3 separate regions of the Mus musculus genome follow, and regions 1 and 3 are each linked to region 2. The links are chromatin contacts, called in public HiChIP or PLAC-seq maps. All regions are on one chromosome and are shown on one strand. Each heading gives the region's core, a stretch centred on a gene start, on an enhancer-like site or on the middle of the called end of the contact. The rest is flanking DNA. Distances are from core to core; before and after follow the strand shown. Region 1 overlaps Mbnl2 (muscleblind like splicing factor 2). Region 2 overlaps Gm4681 (a long non-coding RNA gene). Region 3 overlaps Mbnl2 (muscleblind like splicing factor 2).

Evidence for each region. HiChIP or PLAC-seq counts read pairs in DNA pulled down with a chosen protein or histone mark.
Region 1: a contact with region 2 is called in an H3K27ac HiChIP or PLAC-seq map of embryonic fibroblasts, with 7 times the contacts expected there. The contact joins two enhancer-like sites. A contact is called at or near these places in 7 of 484 Hi-C or Micro-C datasets (Sertoli cells, bone marrow-derived macrophages, cerebral cortex and 4 more) and 8 of 115 datasets of contacts at active chromatin or transcription factors (bone marrow-derived macrophages, embryonic fibroblasts, embryonic stem cells and 3 more).
Region 3: an H3K27ac HiChIP or PLAC-seq map of embryonic fibroblasts shows a contact between it and region 2, with 22 read pairs. The contact joins two enhancer-like sites. A contact is called at or near these places in 7 of 484 Hi-C or Micro-C datasets (the N1E-115 cell line, bone marrow-derived macrophages, embryonic fibroblasts and 4 more), 11 of 115 datasets of contacts at active chromatin or transcription factors (bone marrow-derived macrophages, craniofacial prominence, embryonic basal ganglia and 7 more) and 2 of 9 other capture datasets (adipose tissue and pancreatic islet).

Annotation. Positions count from the first base shown.
Region 1 is chr14:120,323,781-120,327,651 of GRCm38.p6, forward strand. It overlaps Mbnl2 (muscleblind like splicing factor 2), which reads left to right. Exons shown (of 8, transcript NM_207515.2): 2 at 1,014-1,632. The coding sequence starts at 1,459. Among named protein-coding and RNA genes, the nearest start is that of Gm52122, 5.5 kb to the left of the region's middle. Within about 2 kb of position 1,456, at least 114 of the 459 cell types and tissues checked have an H3K27ac peak or open chromatin away from gene starts, as enhancers often do. A contact at or near this core is called in bone marrow-derived macrophages, embryonic fibroblasts, muscle stem cells and 1 more, where this site is marked.
Region 2 is chr14:120,135,863-120,139,814 of GRCm38.p6, forward strand. It overlaps Gm4681 (a long non-coding RNA gene), which reads right to left. Exons shown (of 7, transcript XR_001781467.2): 2 at 122-234. Among named protein-coding and RNA genes, the nearest start is that of Gm4681, 4.3 kb to the right of the region's middle. Within about 2 kb of position 2,094, at least 195 of the 459 cell types and tissues checked have an H3K27ac peak or open chromatin away from gene starts, as enhancers often do. A contact at or near this core is called in bone marrow-derived macrophages, embryonic fibroblasts, granulosa cells and 3 more, where this site is marked.
Region 3 is chr14:120,290,641-120,294,632 of GRCm38.p6, forward strand. The region is part of intron 1 of Mbnl2 (muscleblind like splicing factor 2); the gene reads left to right. The region is part of intron 2 of Gm52122 (a long non-coding RNA gene); the gene reads right to left. Among named protein-coding and RNA genes, the nearest start is that of Mbnl2, 17 kb to the left of the region's middle. Within about 2 kb of position 2,356, at least 77 of the 459 cell types and tissues checked have an H3K27ac peak or open chromatin away from gene starts, as enhancers often do. A contact at or near this core is called in embryonic fibroblasts, granulosa cells, muscle stem cells and 2 more, where this site is marked.

The DNA.
Region 1 (3,871 bases), core at 206-2,705, 190 kb after region 2:
CCACTGACCCATCTCCCAGCCTGGAGAGGATATTGGGTTGTGTCTCAACTAAAGCTAAGCTGAACCTGATGGACGTTAACTTGCGTTCATCAGATCCTAAGTTTAATTGGTCAATGAGCACTTCTTGGGATCCTAATAGATGCCGTGAACTAAGGCATCTGGGTGGCAGAAACTTCAAAGAATTGTCCTTAACCTAACAGTGTGTTGCAGGGAAGGCAGGCACCAAGCAAACAGCAGAAGCAAAGAGATATTGAGAGTTCAGAGAGCAGATATCAGGAGGCCCGGTCTATCAACCCCAGCATCAAATATCTGTAAACTCAAAAGAACTCAAGGAATAGAGAACCCATCCTTCACCCAAAATAATATCTCCATTTTGTAGGAGAGACACATCCCTACAGTTGTTTATAGCCTTCCCAACAATAAAATCAATGACCTAAATGTGAAATTAATTGAGAACCACATTTCTAATACACTGTTTGGTGATTAAGCACATTAGATGGAATTGTTTCAAGGGCCTAATTACTGTGTCTGCCACACTCATCTGTCTGAGTCACTCCTAACTCTTGGAGTGTTGCCTAGATTAGTCTGCACTGAGTGTGTTGCCCCTTCCCCTTTCCTCCTCCTCCTCCCCATCCTCCTTCTCCTCTCCCCCTCCTCCTCCTCCTCCTCTTCTTCCTCCTCCACTTTGTACCACCTTCCTTGTGATACTGAAAGCTCTGAGGTCTAAACCATACTTCCACAAACTCTATATCTGAGCTTAGTGGACAGGTCAAGTGTTTGATTCCTCTAAGTACAGACGACGCAAGTCGATGTCATACTGTTTTGCAGGTTTGTGGTTTAAAGTTGTCCCGGAGATCACTCTCATTGGCACCAGCCCTCAGGGAGTCCTTCATGTGTTTAGCTCTTGGGGTTTTCGGGTTTTTTGTTTGGTTGTTTGGTTTTCGTTGAATGTACTTTTCCCTGACCCTTTGAGTGAATGAAGTGATCTGATTTTGCTAATCGTTTAATTTCAGAATTTAAAGAGGACGAAGGAAGGAAAGCGCCATCCTGCTCAAATACAAAGATCTAAGAGGGTTGTTTTCCCACATCCTCCAAAGCTGTGAGCATTAGAACTAATATTTTCCCAAAGAGTGCCATCGTATTAAAGCCACTTTATTAAGGAGGGGTGTATCTGCAAAACAGTCAAGAGACTAGAACCCTGGGAGCCAGAGATGACAGTGAGCACGCACTGCTTGTGGCTCACAGTCTTCCAGTGGGGCCTATCGATCGGTGACTGACTTCCTGCTTGCTGACACATTCCCCCTCCCCGGTTTCCTGGATTGGACTGCATTAAAGAATTCACTGCTTACCTTCAAACTTACATGTTGGAGTTTTCACGGCGGTTGTTTTGAGATCATTGAGACTCGGATTGATTTCGACATTTAACCGAAAGGAACAGAGCCCAAAGTAGTTCTCATCATGGCCTTGAACGTTGCCCCCGTGAGAGACACAAAGTGGCTGACGCTGGAGGTCTGCAGACAGTACCAGAGAGGAACGTGCTCACGCTCCGACGAAGAATGCAAGTTTGCTCACCCCCCCAAAAGTTGCCAGGTTGAAAATGGAAGAGTAATTGCCTGCTTTGATTCCCTCAAGGTAAGATGATCATTTTACATGTCGCCTCCAGCTTGCGTAGGGCTCTCAAGGAGAGCACTGCATTGAGCTCTGCAGGGTTTGCCGTTCAGATCGGTTCTGTCTTCCTTGTGGTGGCTACTGGGAGGTTTATGTTGTCTTTTGGTTTGGTTTTCACTGAAACTTATTTATACTAGGCATACAAAAATTTTTTTTTCCATATCTGTGTTTAAATTAAAAATACATGGTGGTGTATTTCTGGTCTGGTTTGACATTCAGGTGCCCAAGAGTTTCAAATCAAAGTCAGGCCTTTGACAACGGCAGTAAACGTTTTATTAACACATGATCTTCTCCGGGTTACATGAAGGTGAGGAAGCCGACCCTGTCACTCTCATGTGCCAGTCACTCTGACTCACATCTCAGTTCCTCTTCTTGTGGCTTCTGTTCTTGACTAGAGCCTTCCTAAAATGCTTCCTGGGGGTGGGGGTTCATTCTTTCTTGAAAATGTTTTATGGCTGGCAGAAATTACTGAGTGTACCCTCAAAGTTAGGTTCTTGAAGGACCTCCTCTCTGTAAGGAACATCACGGAGGAATCCAGTGTGACTCAGATGTCCACTTGATGAGCTCATGTCTGGAGGGAAAGTAGGGCACAGTGACAAGTAATTGTGGTGCAGGGAAGAAAGACAGAACACTTCCATGGGAGACCTCAGAAGAGAGCTGGCTTCCACCTGACAGGAATGCTTGTGGAGGCTGGCCTGCCCCAGTCGTATATTGAGTTGGGTAGAGTTTGGGTTGAAGAAATGGGAGAATTCAATGAAAAACTATGCTTGGAAGAAGTGGGATGGGTTGGCTGAGAGTTCTCTGAGGTTTACTATAACCCTACAATTATGCTGCTTTGAATTCCAGATCGGCTTAGGTAGTCTTAAGGGCGTTGTGATGGCTAAGACACTTAGCTTGATGTTTTTGCCTGTGAAAAACTCCAATATGCTTACCAATTTTAAAGCATATTACGAATGCTTTCAATTTCCTTTCTGAGAAATCATGGTGCTATGAATGCATGGACCCCATTCTCAGGTGTTGAAGAGACTGGGTGCTTAAGGTGATTAAATCATATGTGGAAAATTATGTCTCAAAGCAGGGAAATAATTCAGTTTGCAAAGGCCTTGTGAGGACCTGGGTTTATGCCTAAAACTCACATGAGGAAATAAAAGGAGGTACCCGGTCAGTGCTTGGGAAGTAGAAGAGGGGCATGCCTGTGGCCTGGTTAACAGGTTCCAGGCCATGAGAGATGCTGCTTCTATGGAAGGTGGATTGCATCCAAGGAACAACACTTTGAACCCACATGCACACCACAGACAGACAGACAGACAGACACACACACACATACACACACATACAATCCACTCTCTTCTCTCTCACACACACATGTGCACAATGTACACATGTATACCAAACACACCACATACACTACACACACACATAAACCATACATATGCTCACACACATACACACAGTCATACACACACTCACACACATACCATACACATTTTCACACACCATATACAGGTACATATACACCACACACACACACACACACACACACACACACACACACACACACACACTCACAAACATGAACACACACCATATACACTGGAACACACATATACACAAATTATGTCTTAAAAGACATAATTCTAACTTATCAATCTTGTAAATATGTCTTCAAACCAATGTTAATATTTGCATATCTTGAAAAAGGAAACTCTGTCTACATACTAAAAGCAGAAGAACCTATTTTTAGCCCAAGAGAAGAAAAGCTTGGGAAATCAAATGGGAACTCCATATAGTAAGCTACCACGGTTTTAGACCCTTTCGTCAGAAAAGGCTTTTCTGACTAGACTAAGCAAAAGCTAGACAGATAACTCATAATTGATCTGAACCGTAGTAATTTAAGTCCATTTCTGCATTTTTTATTTCCCCTTTCGTTGAGAGAGGAAAGGCAATCTGAACTTACCTTTTCACCCCTCACCAATGGAAGTGTCCTGTAAAAGCAGTGGACATTCAAAGCTGGCTTCTGGAAGCCTCAGATATAAGACACTATTTCTCAATTCCCCAGGGGAGATAACACCACCCACACACCCACTGATGACATTATCCATATAAAATCTGTCACATTAAATGCATACTCAGAAGTGTCCTAACGAATGCGCAAGATCCCTGTCACTCTCGAGGTATTGCTAAGGACCCCAGCCGGTGAGTG
Region 2 (3,952 bases), core at 844-3,343:
AGTTGATAATATTTCTGTGTCTTCCGCGAACACACAAACTATGAGTTATAAATACATGCCTAGAACAGAGCCTTAGTTCATCCCGGGACTGTCTGACATCCCCACCCGACCCTTCACTTACAAGCAGCTGGGCTGCACCTTTCTGGCATCCGGTGTGCCTGGCTGCGTGTTGAGCATCAGGTATGGGTGGCTGTGTTTTGAGCAATCCTGAGTTTCTTTTCTCCATTGCCCTACCTGGTATAAAATAAAACAGAGACCACTGAAGTTCTTACTAGTAAGGTAGATTGATTAGTTTTTGAAATTGCTGCAATCAAATGCCTGGCAAGAAGCACATTGAAGGAGAAAATAATTTTAGCTCCTGGTGTGAGAGTGTGGGTCATCGTGTAGGTGAACCAGAACAGCAGGAGTATAGGGGATGCTTGCTTACATCTTAACAGATGGCACACAGAGAGACTGGGGTCAGAAGTAGGACTGAGCTATGACCCAAAGGACCTGACTCCCCACGACCCCTTTTCTTCAACCAACCACAGTTTCATAATCACCCAAAGAGCACCGAACTTCAAGCCAAGAAGCATTCAAACACGTGAACTTGTTTAGAATATCTTCTATTGAAACTGTATCCTAAGAAAAGTGGCAGGGGAGACCAGAAAAGTGAGGGTAATGCTTTTGTTATTTTGTTATTAGTTTTATTATTTTGTTTCTTTTTGTTTTCTTTGAAGGGTGTAGGAGGAAGAGGTTTCTCCCTGCTGAGATGACAGCATCTAAGGCTTCAGTGTCCCCTCCCCACAGTTCTTCCCTGAAATCCTGTGAGTTCTTGTCCTAACAGCACTGCAGACTGGCAGAGCTCCATCATAGCTTACCATACTTTCATTCATTTATGACTGGCAAGGGCTGTGCATCCAGAAACTCTGCAAGATATGGTCTCGGTCTACACGTTGGCTATGACTGACAAAGGAGGTCTGATGACATTCATCACCAGGTCAGGGTGGACAACTTTGGGCTTCCTTGGCTCCTGTGCGGTATTGTGTTCTCATGAGCAGAGTCTCTGGGTACTCTGTGCAGACCGAGGAGAGTTCTGGAAGAGGTGCTAATGTATGCTTGGCAGTAGCTACTGAATGTGATAATCAGGCTCCGACTCTGCGGCGCTGACTCAGCTTTTTTCCTGCCAGGATGTGAAAGGTACCATCCAAAGACTGAGAACAGACACGTGGTGGTCATCTTGCTGTCTCCAGAGATCTATTCTTATTTGGTTGAAAAGCCCAGAACATCATCTATAAAATAAGAGGACGGTGCCTTGGAATCTCTACGGTGACTTTCAGTTCTTATCAGGTTTAATTGTGAAAGTTCCAGTTGAACTGTCAGAATGACAGCGATGCTTCATAACCCAGTGTGAAATAAAAATTTTTAAATACTTTTATGGGCTGGAAAATACCATTAATCCACATCCAGATTGGACAAGAGTGAACTGTCTCCCTCACTTCACACCAGGAGGCATCCAAAAAGTACAACTCTAAAGGGTTGGTCCAAATTGAAGAAAAATTTCTCTGGTGATCTGGACTATTGTTTCTGGGCCCTAAGAGGAGGGGATAACCCTGCTCCATCTTAAAATGTCAATCTCTAGAGCCTTCACTGTGTCTAGTTAGGAAAGACCAACACATGGGGTACGTTTCAACAAGTCAGAGTTTAAAACCTTGAAGGTCAAAGCAGAATACAGCTAAAAGATCTATGATCTTGAAGGAGCTGGAAGCTGGGGCTGCACTCTGGAAACCAGGCATTGCCACCCACCACGTCGATAGCTGGGCTTGAGGAGGTGTGGCGCCACTGGAAGACCATAGCCAGCTGCCCATCTCCACACCACTTCCTCTCAGTTAGTCCACTCCCCCTCCATACACACACTCCAAGCCTTGCATCTCTTAACCGGAAAACAGGAAGGCTCCTCCTACTTTTTAGGGTTGTACACAGACTTTCCCAGCGCCTCCAAGACTGGACGTGTACGTGTCCTTTTCTAGTCTCCGCCTTCCTCTTAACACTGGCTCAGTTGGAGCTCCAGGAAGTCAATGGTTTCCTTTCCTGAAGCGAGCTGGTAGCAGCCTGGTGTTGCATAACCTGCAGGATGAGCGCTGGGCCCCGAGGGAGCCAGCGCTGGCCTCGCAGACAGGCTGGCGCGAGTCCGGCATTCCGTCCAGCAGGGGGCAGCAGAGCTCGTCGGCGCCGCTGCGCAGCCCGTCTGGGAGACTGGAGCCATTACAACCCCTCCGGGAAAGGCTGGAGTCCTCAAGCATCCCATTCTCATTTGTGGAAGCATTTTTCCAGCCTCGTTTAAGCTAGGACACAGTGTTTCGGCAGCTGATGCGTAATCGCTTTGGTTTTTGGGGTTTTTTTTGTTTTTTTACTTTCTTGCTCTGCTTTTGTTCAGTTTTAAAGAGGCATTAATTACGTTCCTAGTCATATCAATGCGCACCAGACACCTTGTATTTCGTTATAGCATCCCTTCATCATCTTTGCTCCAATTTCCAGATGATAACCGTGCTATAAGTAACTGAAAGATGTAACTATTTCAAAACAGGGCTGAGACTGGGGCTGGAGCGAATAAGGAAAGGATGTATGGGTTGGTTTTGGGAGGTTGTTTTGTTTTGTTTTGTTTTCCTTCTGTTTTTAACAGTCTTCTGTCCAGACGTATTGGACATGATGTAATAAAAGCCCGATGTAGGTCCAGCGCTTTTATAAATGCTTGAGGATAGGAACTAAAATGATATTGGAAGATTTCTTGAACTGAAAGACAACATATAATTCAGTTTTTCCTTTGAGCAGTTGACCCAGGCACGGGTGGGGGGTCTATGATCTTCACCCCAGAACTGCTGGATCACAGCCTGACGTTCCTCAGCTCCCCAGACGGTTTCTGTGTGCTTGGAAGTCTGGGGAACAGCCTGGGGGGGGGGGGCTCCTAGTTTGCCTTCAAATTTTGGAAGGCCTGGGCTGGAAAGATGGCTAAGCAGTTAAAAGCACTAACTGCCCTTCCAGAGGTCCTAAGTTCAAATCCCAGCAACCACATGGTAGCTCACAACCATCTGTAATGAGATCTGATGCCCTCTTCTGGTGTGTCTGAAGACAGGTACAGTGTACTTACATATAATGAATAAATGGATCTTTTTTTAAAAATTGGAGGGCCAATATCTGAAAAATCTTGAGTGTATTTGTTTGACCTTGTTCGGAAGGGCAGGAATAGCTTCAGTATATATGACCCCTGAAAAAAGAGGAGATTCTCCAGTTCCCCAGAAGAAAAGGGAATTGTGGGTTGGGGGGGTGGGGTTTATCTCAAACCTACTGGCTTCATACTAGTTACCAGCAAGTTCAAACTGGGATGTCTCACCTAAAAACTTCTTCCCTCTGATTCTTATTACTTGTAAGATAGGGATGTGGTTTTTAAAACCCACTGGGTTGTGATCCCCTCCCTCGCCGCATGGCCGTATGTGTGTGTGTGTGGAGGGGTGAGTGTGAGTGTGGGTGTTTGTGTGGGTATCTTGTACAACTCATTCACGGATACAAACAGTGGCAAAGGTGCAGGGTGATGTGGTTTGCCCCGTGGTAAGCGTCATCACAGTCAGAAGAAGCTACTATCAGAGGGATCATCACAGTGGTCCGAAGGTCCGGAGAGACTCCGTGGTGTTAGAGCACAGTGCGAGGACAGATGCGATAGACAAAAGGAGGAGAGGGCAAAATTCACACTAGCACCCAGACAACGAAGGGCAGACGTTCCCCTACCAGACCCTTAAAAATATTGGTTCTTTCGCAGCAATGCTAGAGTTGTGAGTTTCAGACCCTTCGAGGCAAGCCCTTTGAGTCAAGCGGAACCAGCACAGTCAGGCCGAGGGAGCCCAGTCAAGCCTAGCGCCGGAACCGCAGCCTGTCTACGGCTTCTCGTCACATGGGCACAATTAGCCGTGAGTGGAAA
Region 3 (3,992 bases), core at 1,106-3,605, 160 kb after region 2:
TTGGTTTTTCGAGACAGGGTTTCTCTGCAGCCCTGGCTGTCCTGGAACTCACTTTGTAGACCAGGCTGGCCTCGAACTCAGAAATCCGCCTGCCTCTGCCTCCCGAGTGCTGGGATTAAAGGCGTGTGCCACCACGCCCAGCACAGAAGATTTCTAAAAGTCAGGATGATCACAGTTATCTCTCTAGAATCATATGAGGATATGATATGAGGATATGATATGAGGATATGACATGAGGATATGAGAAGACAGTGCTGGCTGCCCACAGAGAGGGCCCTCCATGTGTGGCTAGGGCTGATGGCATTGTCACTGAGCCTTGGCCTGCAATATCACTGCTTTCTACTTGAAGTTTCTGTTGACTATGAAAAGCTCTACAGAAACAATAACTAAAGGTGTTGCTCAAATCTTCCCTTTCGCTTGTGGTATTTACAGTGTGTGAGAGGAAAGGTAGGCGAGTGGATGAGCCACAGTGGTAAAGCCACCATGCGAAAGCCTCCGTGGTCAAGTCACTGTGTAAAGGTTATGTGTGTAACCTGTGTTACAAAGCCCCCGTGAGAAGATTTCGGCCATCTAAACAAGCCAGGGAAGGCTTCCTGGAGGAGACAACGTCTCCAGTGGCCTCCGGGAAGTCCCAGGGCATGCCATGAACTTCGGAAGCACCCAGGCATACATACTCTTTGGACCACAGCCTGTCTGCCAGTTGGAGCTTGGCGTGGGCCGAGTTGCAGGTGTCTCTGAATGCTAGCTACAGCTTGGGCCTCAGACTTCATTAGAGTGCAGCAGCCACCAGGTGTTTGTGAACAGATGTGAGATAGGATCAGTCGTAGCCTGAGGCTGATTTAGACCCAGGTGAGGGGTACTTGGGTGAGCCCCGAAGGCTCCAGGAGCTGGAATGTTGAAGAACCAGGAAGTGATGTACTGATGCAGAGCCAGGACCAGGGGCTTGGGTGGGACTTACTGGAGGGTAAGGGAAATAGTATAGAGAGGACCTGGAGACACAAACAGACACACCAGAGACGCTCGGTGACGTGGATGGGGAGCCGGTGTCGGAGGCTGGGGTTCCAGGTGTTGTGAGAAGGGTGGGTGTAGGCTTTGTGATGTGCAGACCGTGGTGTGAATTTGGTATTTATCTGCAGAAGGCTGATATTTGAGGTGAAAACAGGAGTCTATTAAGGACACAAGGAATCTAGAAAAAAGTTGATGGCACAGCCTCAGAGAATGCATATTTAAGGGGATAGCCTAGGCTCTTTGTGGACATACACATACACAGCAGATGATGACATTTCAAAGAGTGTACCTAGGCCCAGGTGTGTGGGCCTTGTGACATCTCCCAGTACCTTGGAGTCTGTATAATAGATGATGTTTTCCACTTTACCCTACATTAAGGGCTTAGATAACCAAAGGGTTGTGAGAAATAATGGCAGATTCTGAAGTTGGAGAAAGATGGGAGCTGGGCATGTAGTCCTGGCGTGAGGGGGGTTAAAAAGGCAAGCCTGGCCTTTGGAAACACATTAGGAAGAATTGTGAGTGGAACACTGGACTACAAGTTCCTGCAAGTATGGAATGTATAACTGTTGAAAAGTGTGTGGTGTTTATGGCAATCAAAGGAGGTGCAGTGGGCAGGGGAGAGGCAACAGGGTTAAGGTGGTTGGTGGGTCTTGTGGGGGAGGTGTGCTAGGCTGACAGAGGACACTGCTGACCTTTGAGTCAGAAGCAGCTTCTGGGAATGGAGCGCCTGAAGCCACAGGGAAGAAAGAGTTTGAGAGCAGTTACAGGAAGAGGTTTGATTCTTCCATGGTGGGGAAGGTGAAAAGAGTCAGGTAAATCTAATGGCAGGTGGTAAATCGAGATCTCGGTGCTTCTCCAGGAAGTGTCCAGGGTTTTGTCGGACGTACGTTGTTCTCATTAGACTAAGTGTGTTGAGGAGAGGCCAGCGGGCTGCTCTGATCCCCATTTCTAATTGAAGGTGAGCTTTGTATCATTTACAGGCTTAGCCATGACTCAGAAACACAACTCAGAAACACGGCTGCTGTCAGCATGGTGGGGCAACATTGTCTTTCTTTTGCTATTTTCCCTTGAGTTTTGCTCATTCCCTGGGTCAGAGCATTGCTCCTTTACTTACTATAAGCTATCATGAGAGATGTGTGTGTGGACGCTGCTAAGTGTGTCCTGTAGTAATCCTCACGTATGGCACGTATAAGCTGTTGTCTGGCAACCAGTACAACCCCAACAAATATTTTCAAGATAAGATGGAATGAATGAAGTATTTTATTATCAAGGCAGGCATTTCTTTAGATGAGGATTAGCTATGAGTCAGACTCACACAAATCCGTGCCTCATCATCCGCCCAAACATAGGCAGAACTTTCCATTGCAGTGTAAACTGAATCCATTGTCACCCTGGGAGTGCAGTCCTGTGAAGCAGTCCTGTGAAGCTTTATAGTACTGAAGGGAGGCCAGCTCTGCCCTAGAATCTCCAACCAGGGATCTTATTATTTATTTATTTATTCAAACTTTACAGAGGAATGCTGGTGGATAAGGGGAGTGGTCAGAGAAAGGCTAGGGCTAAAATGCTGAGCTGGGAGTTGTCTAGAGTGTCTGACATTTTTTAGAAGCAAATTCTAGTTGCTTCATCGACACAGAAGTGACACTTTTGGTTGTGTCCCTCTGCAGAGGAACAACTCACAAAATAGATTGGCCAGTTTCTTCCCCTTTGAGAGACTAGCCACTTGAAAACCTAATCAAAGACAAGCACGCTATGGTCAAGGCCAGAGTGAGGTTTGAAGGATGTGACAAGGCCAAGTATCTATAACACACCTGCTTTACCCAACAGTGACTCCAGGAGAAGAAAGACATCGCTTTTGCCATCCCCATTGCAAAAGCTGATTGATCACAGTGCTCTCAAGACTTGGTTTTGTTGGCAGCTCAAACTCTTTGGAAGCTTGAATTAAAAAACAAACAAACAAAGAAAAACTTAAACCAAACCAACCAACCAACCAACCAACCAAACAAACAAACAAAAAAAAAAAACAAAAGGAGATTTTTTTGGCCTGTGCCCCAAAACACTAAATTGAGATATCTGGGGTGGAGCCCAGGAGTCTACATTTATTGGAAGAATCCAGAGGTTTAGACACATTCTTCACTGACCTCCTAGCTCTCGTTCCTAGAGGCTGTTCAAGCTCCACATTCAAACACTGGCCTTGTTGCAGGATGGAAGCACAACTTTAGGCAACTTTGCTAATCTATTTGAACTTCAGTTTCCCCATCTTTCAAATAGGATGGGTTATCTACTTCTCTGATGAGTAGGATTAAATGTGATCACCTACATAAAAGGCATTTAAAACCCAATTTTAAAGATCATGTACATAATAGTTAAGATATATTTTTGGGGGTGGGTATACTCCTAACAGCCCTCCAAGCAGTCTAGGATGATCAGTGATTTCAACTCAAGCATTTTTGCAAGTTCAACTCTTGTTTTCCCTCACAAAGACCCCGTTGTTCTCTCAGCAGAACGCAGAAGGCCTTACATGATGCAAAAAGAATTTTATGCTAGGCTTTGGGGTATGTTTACATTTGGTGGAAATGGTGAGCCCCTGAAACATGCTATCTCGGACTAAAGGAGTCATTGTATTTCTAACATAGTTGAAATGTGGTTGCTTTTGGAAACAGGAGGGTCTATATCTGAAGGGTTTCACAATGTGCATGTGTGAAAATGGAGCACTTGAACAGTCTCCATAGTCGGCCATTCCTTGAGCTGTTTTGGCACAGATAAAACTAATTCTGTCTCCACTCAGCCTGTTTTTAGGTTGTTTAAGCAGATGGTAAGTAGACCATGTTAGGACCCAACTCCTGAATTTAAACTTTGGAGATGAATGAATGAGTGCAGGACTTTCTCTGGAGCTAAGAAAGTCTCTGGTGGCATCTGTCAGTCAGTCATTCTGGCACTCGAGCCCTGGAGGAAGGTCAATGGCTTTGTTGTCCAGAGAGAGAATA